Regions from separate parts of the Gossypium arboreum genome. Here region 1 is linked to region 2. The links are chromatin contacts, called in public Hi-C maps. All regions are on one chromosome and are shown on one strand. The core of a region is the stretch at or near the end of the contact, and the rest is flanking DNA. Distances in the headings are between cores, read along the strand shown.

The links. Hi-C and Micro-C count contacts between places; a contact is called where the count stands out from the background.
Region 1: a contact with region 2 is called in a Hi-C map of leaf, with 2.8 times the contacts expected there. The contact joins the promoter of LOC108460659 here to the promoter of LOC108465087 in region 2. A contact is called at or near these places in 2 of 5 Hi-C or Micro-C datasets (both in leaf).

The regions. Positions count from the first base shown.
Region 1 is chr12:47,295,912-47,301,825 of ASM2569848v2, forward strand. It overlaps LOC108460659, which reads left to right and starts at 1,708. Exons shown (of 11, transcript XM_017760237.2): 1 at 1,708-1,965; 2 at 2,187-2,756; 3 at 3,022-3,241; 4 at 3,391-3,548; 5 at 3,652-3,797; 6 at 3,907-3,969; 7 at 4,126-4,218; 8 at 5,005-5,166; 9 at 5,280-5,386; 10 at 5,501-5,661; 11 at 5,777-5,914. The coding sequence starts at 2,375.
Region 2 is chr12:47,055,261-47,061,521 of ASM2569848v2, forward strand. LOC108465087 (putative glycosyltransferase 7) reads right to left here and starts at 4,725. Exons shown (of 2, transcript XM_017765397.2): 1 at 3,060-4,725; 2 at 569-837. The coding sequence starts at 4,455. The coding sequence ends at 3,085.

The sequences.
Region 1 (5,914 bases), core at 458-2,957, 240 kb after region 2:
ACTTGAACTTACTTGGACAGTATTTTCTTATTCTTTCTCCAAAATATTGTGCAATAGACCATTAAGGAGTTTATCCTTCATCATAATGTTACTCCAACCAACTTTACTTCTTTTGAATTCTTGCCTCCTATTTCATTCGTGTTGTGGTTAGAGACTGTCCTAAGTAGCTTGTTTAATAGTAGAATCCTTATCATCAAATCCCTCATAGTCATCATCTTCTCTTAATCAGGTTAAAAATTCATCTTGTCTTCTTTTATTGTCAACTTCTTTCTCTTTGCTTTCTTTTAAAAGGTTCATCATTTTTTTTTTTGATGATTCCTGTTAAGAAAATAAAAATGATTAATGATTCACACATTATATTATTGATTCACACATTTATATTATTGTATAATATTTATTGATAAATATAAAATTACAAATTTTGAAAAACATATAAAATGTCACATATTAGTTACATTTGGGCATTGTGCAACATTGTTGGTTTTATAAGCAATGGAATTTTTAAATTGCATTATTCCTCCTTTAATAACTATTCCACATAGTTTACATGCAATATTTCGTTTTATATTTGGCATAAAAGATCTAAAATGCCATCCTATATCTTCGCTTGATGCACCCTTTAGTCGGGAACTCCTCACCTAATGGCATGCTTCATTTGTATAAAATCATAATAATATAATCTTTAAAATGAAAGTGTTATGTTACTAATAGCATCACCAAAATTGAATCTACCTCAAATTATAATGCATAATTTTTAATAAATTAAACCTTATTTTATGATTAGTTATACAATAATCATAATTTCATAACTATAATTATTAATAATATAAAAATAACAATCAGATAACAAAACCAAAATAATGAACAAATATAAGTAATCATTAAATAACCCATTAAAATAACTAACAAATATAACTAATAACCAAATAAACCATAAAAATATTAAATGAAAACTATGTTTTAAACACAAAATCGACCCAAAGTCCAAATACCATCAGCCACACCCACCCATTCCCACTCAAATACCCAAATCCCCAAACTTAGGCCAAACCCATAAAAAACATCATGGCCCCCATCACGATTATACCCAATCATGGGTCGGGTGGAGCTAATCTAAAATTTTAAGTTTATTTTTTAAATTTGAGTCCAATTTAACTTATTGAAAAATAAGTTTAAAATTTTATTTAAATTCAGCCCCTGCTTATATTAATTATATATATATATATTAATTTTTATATAAAATAAATATTAAAATTTAATACATTAAAATATTAAAAATATTAAAATATTTTCTTATCAAAAATTAAAAATATATTAAAAACTTTTTATATTTAAATAATTTTAATATAATATCTAAATAATAATAAAATAGTACTAATATAATAATAAAATGAGAGTAAAATATCATCAAAATGGCAACAAACAACAACAAAACAACAAAAAAAAATATTTAGGTAAATTCAATTTGAATCGACAGTCAAAAAATTTTACTTGATAGCTATTTTTTTTATCTAATCTAATTTTTTGAGTTTATATTTTATTCAAACACTCTCATTTTTTAAACAAAGTTTCGAGTTTTGACGAGTGAATATAATAACTAAATAATAACAATAAATCATTGTAAAAATGACAGCAAATAACAATAAAAAGATATTTAAACAAATTCAGAATGAGCCGGGTCAGGCCGAAAAAATCTTTAGAAAGCGGGCCTAATTCACAAATTATAACCTTCTATCTTTTTCCAGCATTTGTTTTTGTTTCTTTATTTCGCTCTGTCCGAAACAGAAAGTTAGAAAACTCTCTTTTTTAACCTCAAAACTCCCTATTCCCTAAAACTTTTTCCCATAAAAATCTCATGAATCTAAGATCTAACTTCTAATCCTTGCTTAGTCCTTCCTTCTCCTCATGTCTGCATCAAAAATGGAGAAACAAAACAAAGATCAAGAAAGACTCAAGTAAAAATAGGTACTTGAAAATTTAAGCAATTTCTTGACTCTTGATGTGTATTGTAGATGAGGGAATGATGGGCTGCTTGGTTTTTGGCTGGATTTGAGTGTGTGTAATTTATTTTGTTTTATTTTAAACTTTGAGTTTGAGCTTTGAGAAATGAAGTTGTGTTTTTAGTTTTTACTTGTGTTTTAGACTCTGTTTAGATAAATCGAGCTGCTGACTAAGCCATATTACAGAACTATTATTGTTACCTTTGCAAAGTTTGGGCAACTGATATCAGTGTCCAGAAAGCACTTCATATCAGAAAGGTACCAATTGAAACTGAACAACAACAACACCAGGTAACTTAGCTAAGTTAAATTAATGAACTGTTGATGTTGAATACCAGTGAACAATCAAAGAACGGGTAAGATGTTACAAAAGCATGGACTATGACTATGATGTTGTGAGTGCTTTAAGCTATCATCTATGTCTCTTAATTTTCTGTGTTTTGGAAGTTGGGTCCGTTACAGTAGGTTCTAAGATTGGTGTTGGAGTGAAAAAAGACCAAAACGACGCTACTAATAAAAGAGCTAAAAAGGCACCACCAAAGACAAGAAAGCCATCGAACAGACACCAAAACGACCGGCTCCGACTCCGACCGTATTTTCAAAGTCCTGCCTATGCATGCTTTCCTCAATCTCTCAACTCCGACTCAACAATGGGTATCAGGAAACGGGACCTCCCCTCTGCTTTGCTTCTCTGCCTTATCTTCTTCCTTCTTTCAAGTTTTTCCTCCTTTGCATCTGCCCAGAAACTTTCTTTGGGTACTCTCTGCCTTCTTTCTCTTTCTTACTTCTTGCATGTTTTTCTTAACTCTCTGAATTCTATGAATTAGGGTTTTCTTTTTGCCTTTTAGTGGTTAAAGAGTTAAATCTTGATGAAATTAGATGGATAAGGAATCAAATGTTCAAATAGCTTTAGTTGGTTGGGTTGTCTGTGCTTATCATATTTCTTGTAATTGCTCATAATAATGTCTTAGTAGTGGAAATTTCTTAAATTTTGATTGTATCATGTTTTTTATGTTTGCAGTTGTTGAGGAGTCTAATAAGACGTTGCAGTTAACTCCTGGCGTACAAGTGGAGAAGTCTCCTGGTTTAAAGCCTGGAACTAAAGTTGTTTGCGAAAGAGTTCACGTTGATGGTTTGCCTAGGTTTAGGAATCTCATGAAATTTGCTCATTCAGTCAAGCTGAAGGTTTCACAAGGAAATTCCACCCTACGCAGACCTAATGTTGCAGTTTGCTTCCACAGGTATGTGGTTTCACATAACTACTTGGTTGAATTCAGTGATAAATTCTTTAAAAGAACAGACTTAGAAGTTTTCAACTTAGAAGGTTTCTATCTGTTGAAAACTTGCAAAATTTGAACCTTATTTCTGACTGATATCTTTGTTTTTGCAGGAATGCTTCACTTGGGATAGGGATGTGCCCTCAAGGCAAGTGGGAGAAGGTTTCAAACGGATTATGGGCTAAATCGATGTCTCCTTTCGATCACAAGCTCTTAGATATACGAATGACCAGTTCTTCTACACAGACGCTTGAAGTGTCAATTGAAGAGGGTATATTTGTGATCCTTCTATCTGTGTTGCTTTATGTCTTGACAATTGAAACTTGTTTACGGACCCTGTTCTTTGATCATTTACCTGTTCATCTTTTTTGCAGAATTTTTCCAATATCGTATAGTTTTTTTAGCACTGGGCATTGTGTTGTGGAGTGTGGCATATACACTAAGCCAATCATTAGTATTTTACTATGGTGGTGCAATGGCAATCGGGGTTATCCTTGTGGTATTAATAGTCCTGTTTCAGGTAAATACTGTGATTGATGAATTACTTGAAAGTTCCTCAACTTGTGCTCACTGCTGTTGTCTGTTCAGTTATCAATCTCTGTTATGATTAATATTCTTATGTTTAATAGGGAATGAAGCTTCTCCCAACTGGTCGGAAGAGCTCACTTGCTATTGTTATATATTCATCTATGGTGAGTATAAACTGTACAGATGAGATGATCTCCTTTTTCTGCCACTTTATTGTTTGTCTGTGTGTGTTTATGTGCACATTTCCATATGCATGCGTATGTGTTTATGCCTATGTCTTCTGTTAATTCTTCTCACGTATGGTATTGTCATTGTTTTAGCTTGGTTTGGGATCTATACTTCTCCGCTATATACCACAGTTGGTGCAATCAATACTTTCAGAAATGGGAATCACTGAAGACATGTATAATCCTGTATGTAAGTCTCCTGCAAATATTTTTGTTCGCTTGCTCTATGTTTCTCTATGATATAGAGCGTAACCTCTAGGATTTTTCAGTCACTAATTATTATTGTTATCAATTACTTTGTTCATGTTGGATGAGACACTGTAAATTTGACTGGGTAGCGAGTGAACCATGAATGATTAAAGATCTTATGGATTTTGGCCGTCAAATCAAACTGTTGTTCATATGATATCATTATGTAAAATGAAATGGTAAAATCAATGTAGAATTGCTAAAGTTCTATTCTGTTAAGGGTTTCTTTATATTGAATACTTCCTGTCTCTAGAAAATTATGGTGTTTAATTTTTAATGGTTGTATGAATTGTTTGAAATCTAGCTATTGTCTCCTCTTCCTTTGTTCCCCTTCCAGTTGTAATCAATATTTTATCATTGCATATAGGTGTTCTAAAGTAACAAAACAATCCATGTATTATTTTAAACCCCCCAAAAAATGCAAAAATTTCTGAATTAAATACTTGATTTGCAAATTGGCTTAGATTTATACCTTCATTCTAGTATTGAGACTAGAGTTTCTCTACTTGCACTCTTTATTTCACTTGGTTCCAGATTCAAATACGGGCATTTTTCTTATCTGCACATTTTAACTACATATTGGTTGCAGCTAAATGTTACATGTGTGACATGTATTTATGGCTCAGTGGTTTGAACTTTTATAAATGGATGTGGTAGCTGCTGAGAAGCTTTGCAAATATTTCCTGATAATCCGGAGAACTGCTTTTTATGTTTAAATTTCAGTTGGCTATATTTCTCTTGGGTTTTCTTGTTCTGGCTGGAGCTTGGTTGGGTTTCTGGGTTGTTCGCAAACTTGTCCTCACCGAAGATGGATCAATTGACATAAGCACATCTTACTTTGTTGCTTGGACCATCCGGATAGTGGCTGCTATCATGATGCTTCAGGTTGTACCTCTTCACAAGTCTCTCTACTTTCTCAAACTCAATGAAAATATCCCCGACCCATGGCTAATTGTTTTTTCGTTCTTTGTTAAAACTATAATTTACTATGTTTGCAGAGTTCTATGGATCCCATCCTTGCGGTGGAGGCATTTTTATCTGGGATAATGCTCTCATCAGTTTTGTGTAAAGTCACTCGATTGAGATTCCTGCGCCGTGTATACAAGTATAAATTTATGCTTTGGTTTCTAAATTTATGCTTTGGTTTCATCCTTGACATTGTTCCTTTTTCATCGCACTAGATTTTATTGCATAACATTATGTTGGATTACTTCTGCAGGAAGCTGTTCAAGTTAGCCAAAGGAAACACTCAAATTCCTGATTTATCACCAGATCTATATTCTCATGACGAATATACGTACAGGAAACCTGAAGACTCTAATTTCCTTAATAGACGGTCTAAGCCCTTACCCCTTGCTTCTTGCAATACTTCTCTTCTAGGTTTGCTCCCGGATTTTGATCCTTTTATTTATATACAACCTAAGAAAAGTTGGTTGTTTTTCAATTGACCAATTAAGGAAAACAACTCATGTATTTTTCACGGCCACTCCTTCAGGAACTACCAAGACATCTCCAAGTCAGCTGTCAGATATAGACTCTTTCCCATCCATCTTTCACAACACACCAGAGAGGAGAAAATTTTCTAAAGGTGAGTGGGAGAAGTTCACCAGAGACTCCACAAAAAGGGCTGTCG
Region 2 (6,261 bases), core at 3,475-5,974:
TTACAGAGGTGATCATGACCGACTGACTGTAGAGTTCTTACCTATTCCGCACATAGGAACCAAATCATGGAGCAAGTCCTTGAATTTATCCATTGTTGATTATCGGAGGCCATGATTTGTTGATGATCAAGTTGCAGGATAAGGCTATGACTATACATAGATTTTGTTTCCCATGTGTGTAAGAGCTTAATTTCTCTTGCTTTTTTGTTGCAGATACTCAGAGAGAATATGGAAATGACCTCACATTTACAACCGTTAAGGCAAGAGTATGATAATTTTAGTGATTTGGCTGTCATTTTTTTGTAACGGAGTGTGGTATTTTGCAGGGAGGAGGTCACACGGCTCCGGAGTTCAATCCGAAGGAATGTTTTGCAATGTTCAGTCAATGGATATCCATACAACCTTTATGATAAATTGCTACATCTTAATTCCTCAGGATCTGTCTCAGCAGCACTTTTGGGTTTTCTTATGCTTTTCAAATCTGTATTCATGCATGTGATGAAAGCAAAAACAATGGAAGTTTCATGCTACAAAAAAACTAACAATAATAAGCTGATATTGGACCAAATTATATTGCTATAATCAAGGTCTTTATATAAACATTCACGGCACTTTCTGCAAGACCTGAAGAGCAATTAAAGGCTAATAATCACATCCAAAGCAAAGTAAGGCATGTCCAAAAATATGTGACAAAATTAACAAACTTCTGCTGGATGGGATTTAACAACAACATTTCTCCATTTCAACCGCACCTCTTATAAAGTAGAAAGGATGAGCAGAGCCCTGGCATGAATGCTGCTAAATTCGCGCATTGCTTCACTCTAGCTATTCTCTTCTCTGATTAACAAAACAAATTTCATCAACTTCAGCTATGTTAAAATATCTTCAACTCCTAAACTTAATGCTATAGAATATATGATGTACATGTTCTTTCTTTTACCATTGTTGCATTCTAACAAAAGCACAGAAAAACAAAAAAATACCATTCTCCTTGCAAATGTATTTCAATACATACAAGAATAAGGCATAGCTAAATTCAATTTTAACATCAAAAAGAGATTAAAGACCTACCACCTATATTTTAAGAAAAATCTAAAAGTCTGGTAATATTTATCCGAAGATAGAGTTAGAGTGAAAGATAACGATTTCCAATTTCAAGAAAGGTAAATTATTAAAATAGTCATTTTTATTTATCTCAAGGTACATTTTAGTCACTTTTGTTTGAAATGTTACGTTTTAGTCACTTACGTTATCGTATTGTAACATTTTAGTCATTAATCCGTTAATTGCCATTAACAGTATAACAGTAATCTGACGTAACACGTTAAATTTTCATTTTAAACAAAAATTTTAGGTTAAATTATATACTTAGTTTTTATATTTTTTTCATTTTGAGTAATTTAATTTTTTTCCTTTTATGCTTTTTAACTTTCTTTTTTTCTTTTCATTCTCTTCGTGTCTCCTCTATTTTCCTCTCTTCTCTATTCTTTTAATATAATTTTTTATATTTTCTATTTATTAAAACTAGTCCCTATATTTTTATTTTGGTATTAGGTATTTCTCGTACGTTCTGTTTAATCTTTCTTTTGATTAGTTTTTATTATGTGTTTAGCTTAGGGTAACAATTTTGTACTGATTTTCAATGAAAACCCATAATAAAGATTTTTCTTTTAATCTTTTTTGCTTATTATAGACAATTGTGAACTGGGATTTCTAATATTTTACAATTATTGTTGAAGCCATACAAAAGATCCAAAAATGGATTATTGTGGTGATTTTATAGAATTGCTTGGACATGATATTTCAATAAAGATTCTCATGATACTGGTTATTCCTTCTTATCTCATTAGAGTTAGCTTGGTTTCTAGTTCTTGGCACCAATTTGGTAAGCAAATCAATATCTTTGGTAGAATTTAACTTTGTGTTCTATTATATATCGAAGAAGAATCGTTATTGATTAATTCAATAGGATCGATTTTATTCATCTTGCAATGATAAAAATGGTCTCTGGGTCTACACATAGTATATAATCAAATATATTTGGATTTAACAAATAAAGAAATAGAAAGAAAAAATTAAATTATTAAAAAAATAAAAGTATAGGGACCAATTTTAACAAATGGAAAACATAAAAAACTAGTTAAAAGAAATAGAGAAGGAGAAAATATTAGGAGAAGTAGAAGAGAATAGAAAATAAAAAAATTTAAAAGACCATAAAAAAAGAATTACGAAAAAATATAGAGACCAATTATATAATTTAACCTAAAATTTTATTTGAAATGATAATTTAATAAACCACGTCAACTTATCATTACACTGTTAATGGCAATTAAAGGCTTAATAACTAAAATGTTACAACTCGATAACGTAAGTGACTAAAGCTTAATATTTCAAATATAAATGACTAAAATATAATATGAGGCAAACAAAAATGAATATTTTGATAGTTCACCCTAAATCATAGTTTCAAAATCAAAATTATAAACCTATTCTCTGTTGCAAATCCAATTAAAGTTGGAATAATGTTGATATTAGTCCTAATATATCAAAAGAAATAATTAAAAAAGAACCCTAGTAATAAATGTGCATAAATATGAGTAGTTGATATTGAACCCAAGTAGTTCCAACATAGAAATTCTACCTAATTTAAAATAATTTTTTAGAAGGCCTATCCTCACTTACTTAACTAAGCTTAAGAACCATTTGAAAATGAGTTCAACTAGAGAATTTATTTGCCCAAGGGGAAGGGAATGATCCGAAGTCCCTTTCATGCTTGCAAAAAGCGTCATTGTTTTGCCAAGAAAAGATTTAAATACTACCGGAAAACCATTAAATAAAAACCAGCCTTTTAAGCCTCTAATATCCCCACCTACCAAACACCAACATCTAGTAGCAATTTTTGATAGTTGGGGTTACTCAACAACAACATCATTATCCTTCAATATCATGCATTACTTCAACAAAGCAAAGCCCTCCCTCCCCAGTCCCCACCACCCAAAATTAAAATAATTTAAAAGCCAACACTTTTGTACATGGAATAAGATGATGAAAAACCATACCTTTTTGTATGTTTTGTATTGGTTTTCACCATGGACCCTCATCCGCAGGGTAATCAAACGGAATTTCAGTAACAGTGGAGGAATCATGTAGATCCGAGTGCACAAACCCATACTTGCGCAACACCTGATTATCAGCAAAGTTCAAAGCTTTGACCATCCCATTCCAACAAGACTCCCCAGCATACATCTGATTATGGTCGCCACTACAAGGCTGACAACCCGTGAAATGAGTGATCAATGGTCTCCTCCAACTCCCTTTCCCATTCCCAGCTTCCTTCAGGAATTCTTCCCTAAAAGCTGCATATTGCTCACTCACTTTCTCAGCATGTCTCCTCCTTAACTTTGGCGCCCCTCTCTCAATCTCCAAGTACCTCTCCGTTGTGTTCTCGTACCCTCCAACAATCTCAACCCAATACCCTTCAAAATAAAACTCTCCTTCCAAATAAATATGATCATAATATTTCTCTTTTTCTGTATAAAGCAAGTAAACCATAGCCGACTGATCATCTGATTCAGGGAAAAGCTTATCTTTGAACGTTGATCGTTGAATCTGACCCCACTTCTCATAATCTTTACTCATTGGACCCATGCTAGACCAAGTGTTAATCAAATCCATAGACCATTGGCAATTCCTAATCAGAAAAACCCCAGCATTTAAACTGGTCCAACTTTTCTTCTCATAAATCAACTTAGGCCAACCATGAACAACCAAGTTATGGTTTTTGTACCTTTCTAAGGGTAACTTAAACTCCATGTCTGTAAACAAGGCGTCCGAGTCAACCCACCAGATCCACTCAGCTTCAGGGTGAGCCAACATGGCTGCTTTAACCACAGGTAACTTTGCCCAATAGGAACCCATTTTGGGGTGCAATAACAAGTTATTGTAAAAAATATCGTAGCCATGGATTCTACAGTAATCAACCTTGTTCTTAAAGAAACGCAAGAGTAAATGATCACCAATGGGATTCTTACATGGCTTGGGTTGGGACCCAGTTACAAGAACGATTCTTTCACGTGCTCCGGCGGCGAAAGAAGGATGTTGCTTCAACCACTCTGCTCGTTTTTTATCCCAATCTTTCACCGGCTTTTCAAGGGAGTAACTCATCTCCGGGTCGTCGTAAAAGGTGGGGTTTTTGGGATCGGATTTTAAGTTAACTCCGAACCCACTTTCCGAGCAATCGACTGGATTCATGTTCAACTTGGAGGGTGGGTCGGTTACAGTGGGTTCAAAGTTTGGTGTTGGAGTGAAAAAAGACCAAAACGACGCTACTAATAAAAGAGCTAAAAATGCAACACCAAAGACAAGAAAGGCATCGGGAAGACACCAAAACGACCGGTTCCGAGGTTTCGCCATGGGAGAAGAAGATTGAGGATGAGAAAACTCAGGACACACCATTTCCTGAAAGAAAGAAAACTGGGTTTTGAGGTTTCTGTGTTTCCTAAGGTTTTTAAAACGGGATGCCCTCCAATTTTGGTTATGCAATTAAAGAAGACTGGGGACACTGTTTTTAATTACTGTGTAGTTGTATTAAAAGTTAAGGGCGTCGGTTTGGGTGCGCCAGGGATGCTAAAATGCGCGGGATAGAACGGAGGTGAAAAACAATTAAAACGACACATGGCAGTTTGGCTCGTGAAATTGGTGCCGACAGTTTAAATTGTATTCTGGGAAGGACTTATCATCCGTTATTTCCGTTTAAATTGTGTGTTGAGTTTTGTACTTACTGAAACTTCAACAGTGGAAAGATTTTTAGTCAAAAAGTATTTTCCAAAATAAATTAATGATTACTGTTAAATTATTAAAATGTGAATGGCGGAGCAAACTTTAAAGATGGGATGCACGTGATTCGAGAAAGCTTTTATTTTGCATGTTCCTTTGTAAAAAGGATCTGATTGAAGATGGACCCAAGTCAAATGAAATACTTGATATTTGGTGGTTTTTTCTTTTTGAAAAAAAATCGTATTATTTTGCCAATGCTCAATTCATAAAATAAATAAATAACGAAAAATAGCCTTGATTTAAGGGTTGAATTGCTAGGTGGTGCTGTATATCTAAGAATTATTGGCAAATTATAAATGATTTAGTCATATTCTCTTTGTATGCAAAGATTTAAAATACGTGGCAGATAGATAAGTTAAACCGAAACCCACTGTGAAATTGGTTTTTGTCACGTATTTTATTGTGAAATTGGAATGTGAGGAAAGCATTTTCCTTCTAGTTGGAAAACGTTAGTGGTACACAAATTTCCAATACAGAGAGAGAGAGAGAGGGGGAAGCTAGAATAGATGAGCTACCTGCAGACACAGTGACGGTTCAGAGCATTGACAATGGGCCGCCATCATGTGAGTCTCTGACACATGGCCCCGTATATACATGGAGCTTAAACTTTGGTTTCAAAATTTTTCAAGATTTTGCACCCCCTCCCCACCAGCAAGCTCCTGTGGCTCTGATGGTGGCCTAGATCATTTGTTTGGTATGCTTCAGATCTTGGATTTGCCTCTCAACAAAAGCATGTTCTTGTTTTTTCTTCTTGTTTTGCCATGCTGCTGCTCATGCATCAGCAAAATCAACATCTCACATATTTTACAATGTCAATTTGACATTTTGCTCTTAATTAGTTTTTTTTAGTCAATGCATTTTGTTGATGCACTGAATCAACGGTTAAATTCTTTAGGAGAAAAAACCAGAAGCAAAGAGGAAGAACAAGGACCCCCCTTTGGGACATCTGTCGACTTTTATTAAATCGATATGCGGTCACATAGAACAACACACTTTGATGAAAATGCCAACCAAAAGGCTATAAAGTTCAACCTTGATCTCATTGATGAGGTTAAGGAAGCAGCAGAAATGAAGAACACAGTATGCGCTCAACAAATAGCTCGCTACTACAATTTCAAGGTAAAAAACATGTAACGCCCCCATACCCAAGACCGTCGTCGGAGTCGAGCACAATGTGTTAACGGACTTAATTCATTAATTAAATAGCTCAAACAATTTATTTTAGAATTTCCAGACAAGCAGGCTAACTGCGTCACAGTCGCTAAAAAATTCATATCTCGAGTTACAAAACTCGAAATCTAATTCTGTAAATTTTCCCTGAAACTAGACTCACATATATACTTACTAAATTTTTTCTAGAATTTTTTATCAGACCAATTAGTACAGTTTATTAGTTAAAGTCTCCCCTATTTCAGGGTTCGACTA